Linked DNA regions of Mus musculus: region 2 is linked to region 1. The links are chromatin contacts, called in public Hi-C maps. All regions are on one chromosome and are shown on one strand. The core of a region is the stretch at or near the end of the contact, and the rest is flanking DNA. Distances in the headings are between cores, read along the strand shown. Region 1 has its middle 73 kb from the start of Mir3966. Region 2 holds the start of Lum (lumican).

Evidence for each region. A called contact is a pair of places that touch in the nucleus more often than the background predicts.
Region 2: a Hi-C map of uterus shows a contact between it and region 1, with 3 times the contacts expected there. The contact joins the promoter of Lum here to the enhancer-like site in region 1. A contact is called at or near these places in 2 of 39 promoter capture datasets (the 3T3-L1 cell line and maxillary cranial neural crest), 1 of 484 Hi-C or Micro-C datasets (uterus) and 1 of 9 other capture datasets (adipose tissue).

Annotation. Positions count from the first base shown.
Region 1 is chr10:97,346,825-97,354,209 of GRCm38.p6, forward strand. No RefSeq gene overlaps it. Among named protein-coding and RNA genes, the nearest start is that of Mir3966, 73 kb to the right of the region's middle. Within about 2 kb of position 4,432, at least 5 of the 459 cell types and tissues checked have an H3K27ac peak or open chromatin away from gene starts, as enhancers often do. A contact at or near this core is called in uterus, where this site is marked.
Region 2 is chr10:97,562,142-97,569,526 of GRCm38.p6, forward strand. It overlaps Lum (lumican), which reads left to right and starts at 3,360. Exons shown (of 3, transcript NM_008524.2): 1 at 3,360-3,744; 2 at 6,083-6,965. The coding sequence starts at 6,104.

The sequences.
Region 1 (7,385 bases), core at 3,182-5,681:
ACAACCTCATGGAAATTGGTGGTTTTCTCCTCTTTCCACCAGGAATCTTTGAACTCAAGTCTTCAAGCTTGCTATGCCCTTACTTCATGACTATCTTGTCAGAAACACTTTATAGCGACACTCTGCTTGGTGATGAAGGCCTACAAAGGGATCAAATCTGAGTGCTAACCCTCTAAGTGGTTAGTTTCATCTAAGAGGCACAAGCCAGATATCAGGCCTTGAAAGGCAGATCTCTGTATGGTTCACCTCTCTTTCCCAGCCCATACAGAGTCAATGTTTGCACCGAGTGCATTTGTTTTTAGTTTAATGTATTGATTATTCCATCAGGTCATGTGCTCATTACATCACTTCATGTGGCAAATGCTTTATTAAAGGTCAGTACAGGGACAGGGATTAAAGGCGTGCACTAAAAGCATGTCTGTATTCAAGCCAGAGGGATTAAAGGTGTGTGTGTGTGTGTGTGTGTGTGTATGTGTGTGTGTGTGTGTGTGTGTGTGTGTGTGTGTGTGTGATGTCTGCATTCCAGCTGAATCATATCTTTGGATATGATCCCTTGTCAGAGAAGCCTTGTCGCTGTATTAAAATTTCTCTACATGTTATGAACATTTTCTTTCTATCCATTATCAACAATCTCCAAGACAGTGACATGCTTGTTGCAACTGAGTAATCTGCAATGTGGGCTTAGGCAGTGTATACCTATGACCTATGACAACCATCCTGCACTCAAGTACCAGAGAACATTTCTCTTTCTCTGAAAGTCCTCTCAGCCATGCCCAATCATTCATACTTATGCCCATGCCTTGGTTACCACGGAGTTTTTTTCACTATCTTCGTGGTTTAGCTTCTCCAGTGTGTCATTGCTGGAGTTGTTGATATACCAATGTCACTATATTATAGAAAACTGAGTTTCTCTTTCCTAGGACGCATACATAACAGTTCAGTTATTACATTTACCCTAGTGGCTAGATTTCTTCCATTGTTTCATCCATCCATCCATCCATCCATCCATCCATTCTTTTTTAAAAAATTATAAAAAGATTAGACAAAAATATAAGAAAAAATTACATAAAGAAAAGAGCTCAAGAGAAGGCACAGAAATGAGAGAGCCACTCATTTGCATACTCTGGAGTCCCATAAAAGCAGTAAAGAGGAAATCAGTATGCACACTCAGAGGCGCTGTGTGTGCTGCTTCAGACTCTGTGAGTTTATGTAAGCTTTGCTCACGTTTTCTTGGAGGGCCTTGTTTCCTTGGTCTCCTCCATCCTCTATAGCTCCCACACTCTTTCTCCCTTATCTCCCATGGGGTTCCTTGAGTTCTGAGGGAAGGGACTGATGGGGACATCCCATGAAGGGCTGAATGCTCCACTCTCTGCTTAATGCCCAACTGGGAGTGTCTGTATTCGCACTACTACAGGAGGGAACTTCTTTAAGGATAGCTGAACAAAGTCCTTATCTATGAGCATAGCAGAATGTCATTAGGAGTTATCACCTCCTTCTTAGATGAGTGTTATTGTGGTTTTTTTTTTTTTCCCTAGGTCTCTGGGCTATCTAGTTTCAGGCTCTTGGTCAGGAAGGTAGTGTTGCAAATGGGTTCCATCTCATGGAGTGGGTGTTAGGTCTAATCAGTTTCACTAGCTTTGTGCCATCATTGCCTTAACATGCCATATAGGCCATATACCATCATAGATTCAAGAGTCTGTGGCTGCCTTGGTGTTTGTGCTTCTCATCTGTGAGTGTGTAAAATAGATTCTTGTATGAGAGATGCTGGAACAGAAAAGTGAAAGCTGACAAAACAATCAGAGACAGCAAAGCCCCTGTTCCTTCTGTTAGGAGTCCTACAAAAACACCAAGCTACACAACTGTAACGTATACAGAGAGCCTAGGTTAGGCTAATGTGCAGGCTAACTGACTGTCCGGTTCAGTCTCAGTCAGGCCCTGTGAGGCCAGGTTAGTTGATTCTGCGGGGTTTTTTTTTTCTTGATAAAACACAAAATCTTTATTTTTTTTAAATTAGGTATTTTCCTCATTTACATTTCCAATGCTATCCTGAAAGACTCTGAGAGGAGCCCCTTGCTCAGGCCTCAGGACACTAGTGGACACCCAAGAACTCACGATAGACCGAGTTGTTGCAAACCACATGAGGCTTTATTCGGGGAAAGCCAGAGCTCTGGGGACGACTCATATCCCACACAGGGGTAGAGGAGTTGACCTCGAGGAGAAAGAGGTCCCGGTTTTTATAGGCCCTCATGGGGGAAAGGAGAAGGGGGGTAGAGTAGGGGATTTCCAGATCTAAACAATGTCTATTCTCAAGAAATGGGTATGGGAGGGGTACAAGGAAAGAGTCTAATGAAGGTGCAGCAATGGGCACACACCTGGTCAGAACATTGGCAGACACACAGGTTCAAGGAGTGGCCAGAGCATTGTGCACCTCTATTTTTCTAAATCAGTGAAGCTAGTTCTGCTAACACTGACATCTATCTTGCTAATTTCAGGGCTTCTGTGACCTTTTACATTCTGTCAGGATCTTTCAATCCCAAAAGTCCCCCATACCCTCCCCCCATTCCCCTACCCACCCACTCCCACTTTTTGGCCCTAGTGTTCCCCTGTACTGGGGCATATAAAGTTTGCCTGACCAATGGGCCTCTCTTTCCAGTGATGGCCGACTAGGCCATCTTTTGATACATATGCAGCTAGAGTCAAGAGCTCTGGGGTACTGGTTAGTTCATAATGTTGTTCCACCTATAGGGTTGCAGATCCCTTTAGCTCCTTGGGTATTTTCTCTAGCTCCTCCATTGGGGGCCCTGTGATCTGTCCAATAGCTGACTCTAAGCATCCACTTATGTGTTTGCTAGGCCCCGGCGTAGTCTGTGGGTTTTCTTGTGATGTCCTTGACCCTGCTGGTGCCTACAATCCTACCCCCACCCCATCACAGGAGTCTCAAGCTCTGTGTAATGTTTGGGTTACAACATTCTGAATCTATTTCCATCCCTTGCTAACTGGAGCCTCCCTGATGGTACTGTCTACAAGTATAGGACAATATCATTAAGAATTAAGAATTCAGCCAGGCAGTGGTGGTGCACGCCTTTAATCCCAGCACTTGGGAGGCAGAGGTAGACAGATTTCTGAGTTCAAGGCCAGTCTGGTCTACAGAGTGAGTTCCAGGACAGCAAGGGCTACACAGAAAAACCCTGTCTCAAAAAAAAAAAAAAAAAAAAAAAAAAAAAAAAAAAAACCAACAAAAAAACAAAAAACAAAACAAAACCAAAACCAAAACCAACAATAACAAAAAAAACCCAAAACCAAAACAAACAAACAAAACAAACAAAAAAGAATTAGGAATTCTTTCTTTCCTCCTTTCTTTCTCCCTTTCCGTCTCTCTTTCTTTCTTCCTTTCTTTCATTTTTGTTCTGGGTGATGGGTTCTGTCCTAGGCCACCAATCCTTTGATTTCTGGTTCTCCAGGCAGTGTCAGAGGTGAAGTCTTTCTCCTGGCATGGGTTTCCAGCTGGAATAGTTATTACATAAAAGCATGTTAAGGAGAAATGTATGTATGTATGTATGTATGCATCTATCTATCTATCTATCTATCTATCTATCTATCTATCTATCTATCAACAGCTGCCTAATGTATTCTAGAAGATAGCTTACTAGCTGAAGCACATTAAAGCATGCAATTTGCAATTAACTTTAAATTTCAGATATGTAACAAGTACTGTGTTTAGTGAAGGAAAATATCATGCTGTATTTGGGACATACTTTGTTTTCTAAATTTCAAATTGAAATAGTCATTCTGACATGTGTGTGTGTGTGTGTGTGTGTGTGTGTGTGTGTGTCTTATATTTGTTTTGTTTTCTAATACCACCCCCCCCCACACACACACACACCATTACGGAGAATATATTGGACCTAAGCTAAAATAAGCACTTCTGAGGGACCGGAGAGAAGAAACCAAAAAGGTATTTATGCCTGTGGCTTACAGTGTAGAAATCACTGAAGCATACAAAACAGAAACCTCTGAGTGCTAACTGCAAATCAAAATTATATTTTATTATCAATTTAAAATATAATAAGAAAGAACCCAATTACCTACCCACAACAAAGGTGTCATTTGTTATTGATACTTCTATATCGAAGATTGTTAAGAGTATGTAGTTTTCAAGTTACATTAAAGTATATAGGTCACTGAACTGAGGGATAAGGATTTGGAGAGAATCTAAAGCCAGCATTCAGGGAATAAAAACTTGCAATGATTGTAACATTCCATTCTAACTTTTGTTTTCTGGATTTGAACTTAATGTAGACAATTTCTTTTTCTGTTATTCCTCTTAGTAATAAAAGTGTCTAATTTTAAGTGCAGCCTTGTATGAGATTCCTCCCCTGCCCTGGAAAGTATGTGCAAGTATGTGCCAAACTTTTATGTCACTTTCTTTCCTTGGATTGAAAGGGCTCAAGACAAATGCAGATAAGCTGCTGCCAGAGCCTGAGAATTCACCCTGGCTTATGAGTTGGACTAACATATTATGTCTTAAAACACCAACCCTATTTTTAATGACTTTTTTTTATAACTCACTAATGCATAAGTTGGAGCCTGGATGTTAGTCATCATATAATGAGGATTATGTAGCCAGCAGGTAGATGATGGCTTGAAGACATAGCAGCCTTTAATGTACTCCAGCAAAACACAGGGGAAAGGTGGTCTCAAGGATGGTTTGTGGCAGACTTTGTTCCTTAAAGAACATAACAATCTCTGGGAAAGGTAGTTGTAGATAAAAAATGACTTGCCTAGATGTTTCTGCTTGATCTAGGACTGAAATAGTCTTGTCCATTGCTCTTTTAGGTGGCAAAGACATGTCCTACCCTCTACCCCAAGAAAAATCTAGAAGGTGTGCCCTAATTTGGGGCACTGAAATATATTATTTTATGATATATAAATATGATATAAAAATATTATACATTGTCTATAACAGGAATGATTTCTGCTTCATGAATACTGTAAATATGTACATATACATCTTTGGGGGATGTTGACAGGTTGTCTCTTTGATCAGCCTCTAATCTATATGTCCTTATCAACAAAATCATGACTTCTGAGCCTTCATCCATATATGACCAATTTTACCAAGAATTTGAAGTGTAGCCTGAGTTTTTCATCCTTGATAGGTGATTAGTATCTGATAACCCCATATCAGATGGGATTCCACATTGGGTGATTTTGGATTGCCATCAGCAAGAATCCTAGGTTGTACTGACCTAGAAAGCACTGCACTTGTTTTTCTTGTTATTCAGATTTCCCCGAATACTTTCCAATCCTCTGTTGTCTTCCTCCCACCCCTGCCCACTGGGGGCGGATCACCATATTCACTTTCAAGTTGAGCCCAAACTCTTCCTCATTGCAAAACCCACAACAACATGATGAGATGAATACAGATATTATTATTCTGAATATTATGAATATTATTCGGGATATTTTCACAGATAATTTTAACGAGTAATGTTAGACTTGTCTTACTCTTCATTCCCATAACATATGACTTAAACGTGTGAAACCAGAGCTCAGCTGAGAAATGAATGCCATTAAGGTTTCTTTTCTTTGCCCTTGCTATTGGCTACCAGACCTGACTGTTCCATCCAAAAGGCTCTTTCAAATGAGCTTCAACTTATTCTCACAATCTTTTTTCAATCCTCTTAGCACTGTTTGTCAAGAAGATCAATATAGGATACGAGGGATACAACTTATTAGGTTCATAATGGGTTGGGGCTATTTTCAATAAATCAGTGGTTCTAACAGAGAAATTCTCTATGGCAGCGACATGAAAACAACCTTCAGTTGTCTCCATAAAGTCTGCCACAGATGTCTAACTGTCCATGCTAAGATGGCCAAGGCTGTATCTGAATTCCCAAGAGAGTCATCTCCATGGATGTTAATGGTCTGAGATTTTACAGCAGTTTACTGGAACCCCCTTCGTTTTAGCAACAGACAGCCCAGTTTTAGTGGCTTAGGAATGAGATTTAAGAGTAAACATTTAAAAATGACTGCCATTAAGGCTTTATGATTGCTCCTCTCAGCAACCTTTACCCGTGGCAAAATCTAGCTTTCTGCAAACGGGACTCACTCAACAGCTCTTTCCATGCAGAACTGAAAAACTCATCTTTGGAAGCTGAGGAGCCGCGATCGATCATTCTTTGCATTTTATCTTGGTAGTTTGGCATTCACCCTGGAATTCCTTCTCACTTTTTTTCTGATCCCAGTTTCTTACTGTGAATGTGGGCTGTTAGCATCATTATTTCAGTTTCTCCAAGGAAAGACTGTTCTATTGCTTCTCAGGGAACACTGAGAAACCCAAGTCTACAATTAGTGTTCCTAAACATATGCCAAGCTCTGGGTTTTTCTTTTCTTTTTAAATTGGATGATATCTAGTCAATATTTCAAAAGAAGTTTTTTGGTGTTTTTTTTTTGTTGTTGTTGTTGTTAAAGGTTATTTTCAGAGCAGCTTTATCAAAACAACTAATTAGAAAATTATTTTCCACATTTACTAAGGAGGCTGTGATTAAATGATGGCTTCCATGTTCTCCTTTTGGACTGTATGTATGCATAAACATATTAAGTCTGGGGAAAAAAAAGAAAATTATTTTCTTTTTCTAAGTAAATCAAAATACCTATTAATCCCAAGATTGGGTTTAAATTAGTAAATAAATAAAGATCATCGAAGATAGAATTACATATTTTGAGGAATTACTTTAATGGTTTTGCCCAAGATGTTGAAGCAAGCATGTAATCTCAACTCAGAGCGTCCAATGTAGGAAGAGTTTTACATGGTCAGGGGTTTCCAAGTGCTTTTAAATAATTTAATGATTACATTTGAGCATCGGGTTGATGTGTTTTGATATAAGACGATAGCTTTACAAACAATTGAGAAAATGCTAAATTGCATTCAATGTAGTACATGAGTTTATTAATTAAAAAACACAAGCATGTATCTGTGTTTTACCATCTTACAGATGAATTTTGCCTGTGGGTTGCAGCCTTCTGAGACTCAGAGCCTAGAGCAAGGAGAAAGGAAATTTCTCTCCCATAGTCAAATGTCATAGGTCCAGTTGCCATTGAGAATCTCATGGGAGCAGCAACAGTCAAGACTGGAGATGTGATTTAGGAGTCAAAGACTTTGTGGTGGCAAGTTATTTGATCTTTTACTCATGCAAGCATTGTTTTTTTTTAATATTTTTATTAGGGATTTTTTCTCATTTGCATTTCCAATGCTATCCCAAAAGTCCTCCATACCCTCCCCCCCAATTCCCCTACCCACCCACTCCCACTTTTTGGCCCTGGCGTTCCCCTGTACTGGGACATATAAAGTTTGCATGACCAATGGGCCTCTCTTTCCAGTG
Region 2 (7,385 bases), core at 2,110-4,609, 210 kb after region 1:
ACTTTTGAAAATATGATAAAACTGAAAGGAAATAAAACTTAAGACATGTGATTCATGTAATTTATGTCAAATAGCCCAAAGAGTTGTTTGTGAGCATTGAAACCTGGGGCTGAGAACATAGCAGAACAGGCCAGGACATGTCTGGGCAGGCCCGTCTTTACATGTCCTGACTGGCCTAGTGTGTCCCTATCTCCCGCCCTTCTAACAGTCTGTTGATGTTTAAATGGACCAATCATGTGAAACCATGCCAATTCCTCCCCCAGCCCTGCCCCTTTTCTATAAAATCCCCTAGCCTCCAATCCTCGTGGTCGAAACTACTGTCTCCTGAGTGAGATACATTTCAACCCAGAGCTCCGCCATTATGGCTCCACCATGTGGTCGACACCTCTGTCTCCTGTGGGAGATATGTATCAGCCCGGAGCTCCGTCATTAAACTACCTAATGCTTTTACATCAAGATGGTCATCTGTTCATGATTCTTGGGTGCACGCTGAATGAAAATTCAGTGGGGGTTTCTCCACTAGGTTCTTTCAAAACTACATTATAAGAATTAGTGGAAAATTTAAAATAATAAAGCATGAAAATTCTGAGAATAATATTGTGTTGTGTGTTTATACTATAGAGATTGAGGTTAGGGTCTGGAAGATGGTTTAGCTATTAAGCACTTTTGTTCTTGCAGAGGACTGGGAGAACACCTCCAGCACCTACAATTAGGCTCTTAATCACCTATAACTGCACCTTTACAGCATCCAACATCCTCTTCTGGACTCAATGCTCATCCTCACCCAGAGGCATGTGCTCAAATACAGTCTTTTTCCTAACAATTTACATACTTGTTTCTTTTATTTAAACAGGACACCTTTCCACTGAAAGTATAACAATGTAAAAACAGAATTCTAGGCCTTTAGGCCCAGGCTTGGGAATGTGGCCTTTGTAAAGGTATGCTAATCATAAAAGAGATAGCGACATTCCTCTACCCACCCGCTTCCTGGGTTCAAAGAGTGCTCATTCAAAGAAAGTCACCCAGAACCTGCAATGCAAATGTGCTATTGTTAGAGGCTCTTAGAAGCTGTCTTGAGAGTTAACAATTACCAGGTATTCCTTGTGACTCTTGTAACTTTACACTTCCTTGTGACTCTTAACTGGTATCTTTGGTATCTTTCAACAACGCCCTCCCCACTTCCTTGAGTTTCGGTTTCTTCCTTTAAATACCCCCTTACCCAGCTACTCGGGGCGCCACGGTCCTCTACCCCTGCGTGGTGTATGACCATGGGCCCGAGAGCGCTCTTGAATAAAAATCCTCTTGCAATTTGCAGCAAGACCCGTTTCTTGTGGGTGATTTTGGGGTGTCGCCTCTCCTGAGTCAGAACGTGGGGGAGTCCTCACGTTGTGGGTCTTTCACCACAATATTCTTATAAATAATAATAATTATTTTTATTAATAGTAATAGTTATAACAATAAATCACACTTAAAAATCTTTCGATTCTGTCAGTTTCAAGCAAGGATAAAACCATCTTTTGTCTTTCAAAAGTCCCATTGGCTACCTTCCTCTAAAAACGGTCTTCCCTACATCTCATGTCATATATACATTGTATAAATATGTATTCACATATTTTTAAAACTTGAATTCCATATATGCAATGAATGTAAGGCATTTATACTAGTGTGAACTTTCCAGGTGAATAAGGTCATGATTATTGACTTGTACCCCTCTCAGGTCTCACTATTAACATTTGAAACACTGGATATGTACTCTGATTTTTGTTTCATTTACATTGTTATGTTGAGATGGGGGTCTCATGAATCCCAGGCAGGATTCAATACACTATGTAGTTGAGGATGAACTTAAATTCCTGCTCTTCCCGTCCCTACCCTTCAAGCACTGGAATTACCTACCTCTGTGTGTTATCACATCTAGTTTATCTGATGCTGGAGATTGAACCCATTTCTTTATTAATGCTACGCTGTACCAACTGAGCTGTGTCTCAAGCTATCTTTAAAGGAAAATAACTAAAATGTAGAACCTATACTGAAACAGCTTGCTCTAAGAGTTTTATAGAATAGGGAACAAAACACCCATGGAAGGAGTTACAGAGGCAAAGTTTGGAGCTAAGATGAAAGACTGGACCATCCAGAGACTGCCCCACTCGGGGATCCATCCCATAATCAGCCACCAAATGCAGACACTATAGCCTATGCCAGCAAAATTTTGTTGAAAGGACCCTGATATAGCTGTCTCTTGTGAGGCTATGCCAGTGTCTGGCAAATACAGAAGTGGATGCTCACAGTCATCTATTGGATGGAATACAGGACCCACAATGGAGGAGCTAGAGAAAGTACCCAAGCAGCTGAAGGGGTCTGAACCCTCTAGGAGGAACAGCAATATGAACTAACCAGTACCCAGAGCTCATGTCTCTAGCTGCATATGTAGCAGAAGATGGCCTAGTCGGCCATCACTGGGAAGAGAGGCCCCTTGGTCTTGCAAACTTTATATGCCCCAGTATAGGGGAACATCAGGGCTAAGAAGTGGGAGTGGGTGGGTAGGGGAGCAGGGCTGGGGGAGGATATAGGGAACTTTTGATATAGCATTTGAAATGTAATTTAAAAATATCTAATTAAAAAATAGAAAGTGAATATTTTAAAATAAAAATATACCCTATAAATATATATAATCTTCTCAAGTAATTAAAGCAATAAGGGCTTGAATAAATTACTCATTTGCTACATTACATACCAGAAAGTGAGTTAGAACACTCTATCAAGCCAGGCCTTTGGACAGACCACAACTTTGGGTGCCTTCCACCTTGGAAAAAAAGTCAGAATAGTCTGGTAACAGAATGAAAAAGATTAGTGACTTGTGATATTTTTAGGATATATTTATGTTATCTTTGTTCTGCTTTTTTTGGCTTTAAAGTATAGAATATAATCTTCAAGTAGGGTTTTGAGTGAGTTCCTGAGGAAATCCACAAATGAAAAACAGGTCAGACCTTGGCTGAGTGGTTCCAGATCTGAAGAACATGAGAAAGAGTTTCCTCAACATGACAAGCTAAAGAAGACATTCACCCTATCAGTTGTCTCAACGTGTATATGAAGCGCTGCTCACAGTACAGAAATGAATGCATCCTTAGGACAAAGAGCAAGCTAACCCAAGTGAATCAAATAAGTAATCCAAGAGGGGTGGCCAAAAAAAAAAAAAAAAAAAAAAAAAGACTCAGTTCCTTTGCGTGTGCTCATTTGCATTTTCCTGAGATTCTTTGCTCTGTTTGTGATTTATGAGGTCTTTACAGGAGCACAAGACTTGGCTGAGCAGATCACAGTTCACCGCCACCACACATGCAGAAGTTCAGAAGTTTGCAGCAGAAACCCTCTCACACCGAACTGCCTCATTTGTAGCAAGCTCGATTCTTAGGGGTTTAATCCAGTAAAGTACTTCTCTCTCTGTCTCTCTCTCTTCCCCCAACCCCGATTCCAGAGTGGAAGGGTCTGTTTTGTCCACCTGCACTTCGTTAGAGAGAAGCTTGCTCAGAGGCAACACCACAAGAGCCCACAGTGACATAACTTCATCCAGAGGCTGGCGTGATTGGGCTGGTCCCCCCCCCCCACCCCCCACGCTCCTCAGCTCTTGTATCACTGAGACTCTGGCAGCCAGTCCCACCCTGACAGAGTTCACAGCATATGTTAGTGGATTCTTGTTCACAGTGTGCCTGTTTAAGAAATTAACGGAAACAGTGTCAAGAGAGTAAGGTAAGTGCTTTTTTTTTTTTTTTTTTTCTTACTATACCCCAGGGGATGCTGAGTCTTGGGGACAGTGTTTAATTTTAACAGGAACAGGAAAAAAAAAGATCTAGAGGAATTTTGCCAATTTGCTATTCAATGACAGTTTTGAACATTTATTTTCACATTTTACCTATTATACTTTCCATCACTATTGGATTAATTTCACTCTGTATGCCAGACTGATTGGCAAGGGAAATTTAAAACGTTCCAAGGTTGCAATGAAAAAAAAAAAAAAAGTTAGACACTCAAAAACGTACAGAAATTAAAATGTTATCTATGCTAATTAGCTACATATTGTTATAATGTTGAAATCTAGTATTGAGACAGAAAAAGGCCACTACCACCAGCAGCAGTCAAGGGGTTTTGCAATAAAATATGTTGTTACAGGTCGCAATAAACATTCTGGGTTATAAAATGTTAGCAGGAGGACTCAGTTACTTGTGTGGATCACTTCTCCGTGTTTTGCTCATTTTAAAGATCTGTGGTTTTGGATATACACCTTAAGGTACATGTTTTTAAAAGTTTCTGGGAAACAATTTACATTTTTGCAGAAAAGCATTTCTTTCATGACCAGAGGTATTTAAAAAAGTAGGGGCCGAATGTATGACTTACCCTCACAGAGGAGGCATTGTATGTTCACAAGGTTGCTTTGATTTCAGACTGTTAAGTTTTACTTTGCCAAAACTGTGGAATAAATTTTTGTTAGTATGCATATTCCATTTAAAAAGTCAAAACTTAAATGAATCAACAGATTCATTTATGTGATTATGTACTGTTACTGTGTTCCTAGTGCTAGGCAGGGCAAATCCTAACTATTCAATTAAAAATTCCCATCAGAATCATGGGCAAGGGCATAATTTATTAGCATTGTGACTGTATCTGAGGTTAGAATTTCAAGTGTATCTTTCATAAAATCTTTTTCAATGTTTCTTTTCCTGAAGTCTGTCATGATTCTAAGCTAAAGCAAAGCATATATATTTAAAATGCATGGTCTCCCAACTTCTACTTCCTCCAAATTACCTGATGCAAATGCTTGTCTCATATTATTTGCATGAAATATCATGCAATGCAGGGTGTAATTGAATGTGGATTCTCTTCATGTTGTTTCACTCACAGGAACATGGGCTTTCTTACAATGCATTCTGTGATTCCCAACTCTTAAGTTCTAGCCTTCTTTTATGCAAATGGCTAGCTTTTCTCTGAATTTCGAATCATTGTTGAATCTCATCTTAGAAATATGTTATGTGAAAATAACTACCAGGAAATTTTTTGAACTTACACTCTCAGCACACATTTCATGAAGCCAACATCACTATTATTTTATTTTTGTTTTGTCTTTTATTCCCTGCCTTCTCCTGCCTCCACTTTCTGAAGGCACTAAAATCTGCATTAGCAAATCATGTTACCTTACAGTTGGCACAAAGAAGATGAACTCATGATTTAAAATGGAGAAGGACTTAGCTTTTAAAGTTGGAGAGAAGGTTATTTTCGTATAATTGGTATCCTTTTTGGTTTGGATATAAAAGCCAACACTGTCTGACGTTTCCCTGTTGGGTAAATATTTGTTCTTCTAAAATTAATTTACTAAATACTAGCTTCAGATACAGCTTCCAATGGATTTTAAAGCAGGGGATGTTAAGCTGCAAATAATGTAAACATCCATCTAAGAATTCAACCCCCTTTCCCCAGAATCCACAACAATAACAAGGCCCCTTGAAAGGAATGCGCTTATTGCCTCTTCTACCTCACAAGCAGCAAGAGCAGTTTGCCTCAGGGCAAAACCACAGATTGCCCCTGCACCCACTTAGGATCTCTCTAATGAGACATTTTAATGATGTTGATGGCAGAATATACGGAGGAATTTCCTGTTGTCTTCTAAGTGTCCTTTCTTCTGGATTAGGGGATATTCTTAAATAGGGTTTCTCACATTGTGTGAGATGGTGCCACCAGGAAATACCCTGACTGATATATCGATTAAGGAAGTATCAGAAGACAGGGCCTAAAAATTTGGAAGCCAGACCACAAGGGGGCGCATGCGTACACACCTGAAACCTGTTTCCACCCAAAGGTGTGAACAACACGCCCCCCCCCCCCCCCACACACACACACCCTCCCCTTCCCGGCAGCCTTCTCCTTATACTTAAATAGAAAGTTTCAAAGGGCAGTGAAGACACTATTTTGGAGGCACTGAAAATGAAATGAAAAAAAAAAAACGCACTTTGTTAATGAATTTAATGAAAATTGAACTTTTTTTCCCCTTGAAATTATATTATGCTGTAATGATTCGTTTTTCCACTTTATGTAGGTCACAGAGGACTTGCTGAAAATGAATGTATGTGCGTTCTCTCTTGCCTTGGCATTAGTCGGTAGTGTCAGTGGCCAATACTACGATTATGACATCCCTCTCTTCATGTATGGGCAAATATCACCCAACTGTGCACCAGAATGTAACTGCCCCCACAGCTACCCAACTGCCATGTACTGTGATGACCTCAAGTTGAAGAGTGTGCCAATGGTTCCTCCTGGCATCAAGTACCTTTACCTGAGGAATAACCAAATCGACCATATTGATGAGAAGGCCTTTGAGAACGTCACAGACCTGCAGTGGCTCATTCTTGACCACAACCTTCTAGAAAACTCCAAGATCAAAGGAAAGGTTTTCTCTAAGCTGAAACAACTGAAGAAACTGCATATAAACTACAACAACCTGACCGAGTCCGTCGGTCCACTTCCAAAGTCCCTGCAAGACCTACAGCTGACCAATAATAAAATCAGCAAGCTCGGCTCCTTCGACGGGCTGGTCAACTTGACCTTCATTTATCTTCAACACAACCAGCTCAAAGAGGATGCTGTCTCGGCTTCTCTGAAAGGTCTCAAATCACTAGAGTACCTGGATTTGAGCTTCAATCAGATGAGCAAGCTGCCTGCTGGTCTACCTACATCTCTTCTAACTCTCTACCTAGACAATAATAAGATCAGCAACATTCCGGATGAGTACTTCAAGCGCTTCACTGGGCTGCAATACCTGCGTTTATCTCACAATGAACTGGCTGATAGTGGGGTACCTGGAAACTCGTTTAATATATCATCCTTGCTCGAGCTTGATCTCTCCTATAATAAGCTTAAGAGTATACCAACAGTTAATGAAAATCTTGAAAATTATTACCTGGAGGTCAATGAACTTGAAAGTAAGTATAAAGATGCCCCCCCCCCCGTGTTAGAATTATTTAAAGTATACATTAAACTTTACTTATATACTTAAAGTTTGTATCAAACACTTTGAGAGTTAAAATACTTAGGTTTCACAATGTAATAAGAACGAATTAAAAGAACAACAAAATCCAAACATGGAATTCTATCTCAGTCATACACGGAATTGTTCCTAGCCTTTCCTTAGAGTGTCGAGACCAAGAGCTACTAAAGCCATAAAATTGTTCATTTAATCTATTAGTATTATTTGAGGCTAACTGACAGTGATGTCTCTCTTAATATTTTTCAGTTATTGCTTAGTTTGTTCCTTGCGTAGAATTGTGTGCTGCCTTTTACTAAGTGGCATGATCCAGTAGAGGAAAGGAAGAAAACCTTCAGAAGGCATGCGTGCAGTAAGA